Linked DNA regions of Arachis hypogaea: region 2 is linked to region 1. Evidence: chromatin contacts called from public Hi-C data. All regions are on one chromosome and are shown on one strand. The core of a region is the stretch at or near the end of the contact, and the rest is flanking DNA. Distances in the headings are between cores, read along the strand shown. Region 1 holds the start of LOC140174301 (zinc finger BED domain-containing protein RICESLEEPER 2-like). Region 2 holds the start of LOC112702670 (eukaryotic translation initiation factor 2 subunit beta).

The links. Hi-C and Micro-C count contacts between places; a contact is called where the count stands out from the background.
Region 2: a contact with region 1 is called in a Hi-C map of leaf, with 2.2 times the contacts expected there. The contact joins the promoter of LOC112702670 here to the promoter of LOC140174301 in region 1. A contact is called at or near these places in 2 of 8 Hi-C or Micro-C datasets (leaf and an unstated tissue).

What each region holds. Positions count from the first base shown.
Region 1 is chr7:16,880,170-16,882,869 of arahy.Tifrunner.gnm2.J5K5, forward strand. LOC140174301 (zinc finger BED domain-containing protein RICESLEEPER 2-like) reads left to right here and starts at 1,377. Exons shown (of 4, transcript XM_072198727.1): 1 at 1,377-1,898; 2 at 2,010-2,200; 3 at 2,282-2,347; 4 at 2,459-2,700. The coding sequence starts at 1,377.
Region 2 is chr7:17,067,887-17,070,586 of arahy.Tifrunner.gnm2.J5K5, forward strand. LOC112702670 (eukaryotic translation initiation factor 2 subunit beta) reads left to right here and starts at 1,436. Exons shown (of 10, transcript XM_025753801.3): 1 at 1,436-1,586; 2 at 2,011-2,060; 3 at 2,197-2,308; 4 at 2,413-2,468; 5 at 2,606-2,660. The coding sequence starts at 2,016.

The sequences.
Region 1 (2,700 bases), core at 127-2,626:
CTCTTTTCTCTTTCGAGGATTTTTGTCTTTGAAATCGAGAGGACTGCCACGCTTCTGGCGTGTATTTACTTCGGTGGCAATTTGTCCAACTGGGACATCAATTCGAATTGGGGCATTATCTGCTGGTATATAAGATTTGGTTATCCTCTTTGTATCAGAAAATGTATCAGGCAATTTATTTGTTATTCTTTGCAAATGTATAATCTTTTGAACTTCTAGTTTACATTGTCCTGATCGAGGATCTAAATGCATTAACGATGATGCATTCCAATTAAGTTCCTTTTCAGGAAGTTTATTCTCTCCCCCTTAATGCTGAAAATTTTGATTCATCAAAATGACAATCCGCAAAACGGGCTTTAAATACATCTCTCGTTCGTATCTCAAGATACCTAACTATAGAGGGAGAATCATATCCAACATATATCCCCAATTTTCTTTGGGGTCTCATTTTAGCGCGATTAGGTGGTATAATGGGAACATATATTGCACACCCAAATATTCTTAAATGAAAAATATTTGGCTGCTGGCCAAATGCTAATTGCATAGGAGAGAACTTATGATAACTCGTTGGTAGGGGTGGAAATAGGCCAAGCGGCCTGCCAGGGGCCTGCAGCCTGGCCTGTGTTTGGCCTGGCCTGATAGGAAATAGGCCCAGGCTCAAACTATTAAAAAAGCCTATATTCTTTAAAAGGCCATGCCTAGGCTTTTGAAATAGCCTGTTGGGCCTGTCAGGCCGGCTTGAGCCTGTAAATATATATATAGAGTTTTATTATACTAATAAAAAAGCTATTGGAAGGATTTGAACTTGAATCTTCTATCTTATGAAAATACCTTTATCCACTTAGCCATTTATCTCTTTAATTATATATGTGTATTTTTATTTTCTTAATATCTTTAATCTCTGATATTGGAATATCAGAAGTCAATCAAATAAAATATTTCTAAAACCTTTCCCTCCACACTAATAAAGAAATACACATATACACGGTCTTTTTCTTTCCTCTTCTCCACTTTACACGCTCCTACCACTACCAGCTACCAATCTACCATCCTCTTCATCTTGTCTTCCTTTGACTGCAAGTACTTCTTCTTCTTTCTCATGTCATTATTTTTTATTTTGTTATTTTTTATATTTGTTGTTATAATATTAAATATTTTTCATCAATTAGGGTTTTATTTTGTCAAAGATCTTCTTTTTAGTTCGATTTTTTTGTTTGTGTTGTGATATTATTTCTACTTTTTTGAATATAAAATTTTATCAATTTTTTTTCTTTATTAAAAGGTTCTTACTTTATGCCATTGATACGATGAAAGCCAAAAAAATCATGAGATAATGTTTGTTAATTTTTGTTTAGGCATTATAATAAGCTTTAGAAATGGCTGAATCTGTAACTCCAAGTAATCCATTGGCCAATTCTATTTCTTTAAATGGAGAAGAAATTAATCAGTCAGTACCAACAATACCAACAATAGACACTGGCATTGTACCAACACACACAACAACTATTACAAATCAACCAGTCACGGATGAAAATGGTAGTAATGAAACTATTGTTACAAAAAAAAGGAAGAAAACTTCACCAATTTGGGATGATTTTGATCAAGTTGAAAGTTCTGAAGGTACAAAAGCTATTTGCAAGTATTGCAAATCAATGTTTTCTTATGCTGGAAAAGGAGCTAGTACTTCACATTTATGGAGGCATTCTAGTAGTTGCTTACAAAGGAGATTGCATGTTGCTGCACAAAAGAAGCAACCATTGATTCCATTTCAACCTTCTAATTCAAGTGTTAATCCCTTTGTGACACCAGGTGCAAGATATTCTCAAGAGAAGATGAGACAAATAATTGCTACAGTAATTATGGTTCATGACTATCCTTTCAGCATTGTTGAGGATGAAGTTTGGACGAGGGACTTCCAATATGCCAATTCTGAATTTCATAAAATTTCTCGTAAAAACTGCTCGAAGTGATTGCTTGGCAATCTATGAGGCTAAAAAAAACAATTGAAGGCTTTGTTACAAGGTGTTAGGAAGATAAGTTTGACAACTGACATGTGGAGATCAAGCCATCAAATTGTTGAATATATGGTTATCACAGGTCACTTTATTGATGCAGGATGGAATCTTCAAAAAAAGGTTTTGAGTTTTGTTCAGGTACTTGCTCCTAGACGTGGCATTGATGTTGCGGATGCCATTTTCAAGTGTTTGAAGACTTGGGAAATTGAAAATAAAGTCTTCTCATTATTTGTTGACAATGCTTCCTATAATGATTAATGTCTAAGGGCTCTTAAGGATACTATTTCAGATAACAACTCATTGCCTGTTGGTGGTAGTTTGTTTCATGTTAGGTGCTGTGCACACATTCTGAATTTGTTGGTATAAGATGGGCTAGGTAAAATTAAAGGTATTATTCATAAAGTTCGTGAGAGTGTCAAGTATGTTAATTTTAATGATTCAAGATTTAAAACATTTATTGAGATTGCTGAAAATAAGCGTTTGAAGGAGAAAAAACTCATCATTGATTATCCCACAAGATGGAATTCTACTTACAACATGTTATCTGTGGCTTTGAAGTTTAAATATGTGTTTCTTGTGTATAAAAAAAGAGAACCTCACTACAATTACGAACCATCATCAGAGCATTGGAGAAAAGTTGAGAAGATTTGCAAACTTTTAAAAGTTTTTAATCTTGCTACTCATG
Region 2 (2,700 bases), core at 186-2,685, 190 kb after region 1:
TAACCAGACAATTCAAACTCATAATCAAACTCAGTACAAGTCCACCCAGAATGATACATAGAAACAATTCAACTATCTTCATGTGCTCCATCATCATCTTTCGATCTCCGTGTATCGTCTCAGTCTCAGCACTGGTAAATCTCTCTTTCAAGACTCCACATGCATTGCATACTAGTGTGCCATTCTTAGAGCATTCCTCCACCCCAACTGATTCTTCATTAGTTTCGTCCATCCACTGAAAATAACGGCACCCAGTGTTCTTCGTCTGCCAAGCACAAAAGCCATTCATCAAACTCAATTCTCAATAGGGGAACAAATGAAGTAGAAAGTTCATACATACATTTCACAAAGGACACCTGAAAAATCATCTTCCTGGGTTTCTCCTCATCTTTGACTTCAATGTTATCACCTGAAGACGACAAAAGCATGTCCAGTCATAGGGCTTGCTTCCATGTTTTTCAAGTCCTTCAGAACTACTATTTTCTATTGATTGTGTCCTTCGATTATTATTAGACATGCCTCTGCTTCCACCATGCATGACAATGGTTAGGGTTTTGCTTTCTGGTGAAATTGGGAAAAACTTTCTCTCTCAATTCCATATAAAGAAGAAAAGGGATTGAAACCCTTAACGGATGCCACGTTGAAATTTCGTCTGTGACATCACCAAGTTTCATTAACCAGAGAAGGATTCTCCTCACAGTTGCACAGATTTGTAGCGTTTTTAAAATTTTTGAAGGTATAATTATCGTTAACAAATATTAGAATTATTATTGTCGACATTTTACAAATTTAGAGGCATAATTAATAATTTAATCTATTATAAAATAGTGTATTATTTATACTATATATATAATGAAAATATAAAAAGAGTTAGCATATAATTTTTTTAAATATCATTTAATATATATAATTCATTAAAAAATCTGTTTTCAAGACTAATTTTTTTTATTATTTTTACACATTTAATAAATAAAAAATAAATAAATTTCCAATAATATATTATTGATATGCTAGTAAATGTAATTATAAAATAATAAAAAAATTAATCTAATTTATTATACAATGCTATATTTAAATTAATCAAAAGAAAATGTTAAAAATATTTTTTAAATTATGTTATTATACATAAATTCCTAATCCTTTTATAAAAAAAATTTTAATCGTACATTTTAAATTATAAATTCTAATCTTAAATTCTAGAAAAAAAACTTTTAAAATTAAAACAGAAAAAAGATATTTTCACATAAAAATAAATAATAACACAAAATTTTATCCCACTAAATAAAATTGACTACATAAATTACACTACGCTATTAAATTAAAAAATAAATCTTCTAATTTTTTTCTTAATATTTTATCAAGTGTGATATTTTATTATTTAAAATATTTTCTAAAAAATGAAAACATAAAAAAAGGGGGAAAAAATAAAAGAAAAGGGGCAACGCACCGTTTTAGAGCGGAAAGAAGGGTTTTGGATTTTGGTCACGCAGCACAACCAACCATCATCATCATCTTCATTTCAGGGATTCGACTATCTTTGCTACATTCTATTCTTCACCATTTTGCATTTCTCTTTGCTTTATCAGGTTAGAATATTACTTCCATATTTTTCTGTCTTTTTCTCATTTGCTTGGTGAAGTTCGTACTAAATCCATGCTACTATGATTTTGCTCAAAATCGAAGCTTAATTTGATTTTGTTTAGGGTTACTTGTGCAGGATGTGATTTAGGTGGCTATCGTTGTTGTTCGAAAGTAGTTTATGAAGTTTTAGCCTTTAAATTTAAGCTTTTGATTTGGTATCGTTTTACCTGTGTAGTAAAACATATAACATGTAATTTGATTGTTATAAAATTCAATCAGTGCGGTTATGGCATTGCCGTTATTTGTTCTTAAGAAATTTTCCCCTTCTATGAGTTGTTGATCAAGATTATTTTGCTGATGTTTTTTAAAGTAATATTTTCCTTTAACTTAGGCTAATCATATACTAATGTTGCTTTCCATGTATTGCAGCAATTATGGCAGATGAAACACAAAATGATTTGAAGGAGGAGGTTTCGGAAGTAAGTTTATTTTCCCTTCTGTTTTTATAAGATGCCATTTTTTTATAATGTTGTAATGCATGATTTGTGGTATTTTAGTTTGCCGAAATAGTAATATAACTACTATCTTCTGATTCTCAAAAATTCTAAATAGCAGATTGCACCATTTGATCCTAGTAAGAAGAAGAAGAAGAAGAAAATCACCATTTTGGATCCTGCTGATGATGATTCAGTAGACAAGTTGACTGACAAGACAGAAAACCTGTCAGGTATGTGAATTAAAACAAACGATTTCTTTTCATGACTTTCGCATTCAATGCTGTCGTAAAATTGTGGTTTGCATTGCTGGTTTTAGTTAGCTCTTCATTTGCAGTTTCTGATGGGGTTGAGACTTCCTTTTCTGGTTTGAAGAAGAAGAAGAAGAAGCCTGTAAGTCATATAAGCTGTACATTTAGTTATAGTTATTTCTATTTATATTTATTTCCCTGTCAAATACTTCAAGCATCTGTTGTACCTAGTTCTTTGTTGGAAAAAGGATGAGAAATGATGTTTCTTGTTTATCGTAGGTTGAAATCAGTAACTTGACTGATGAGAGTGGAGATGCAAATGAAGATTTAGATGGTAAGTGGTTGAACATGTGTATAGAAGTTCCATGTTCTAA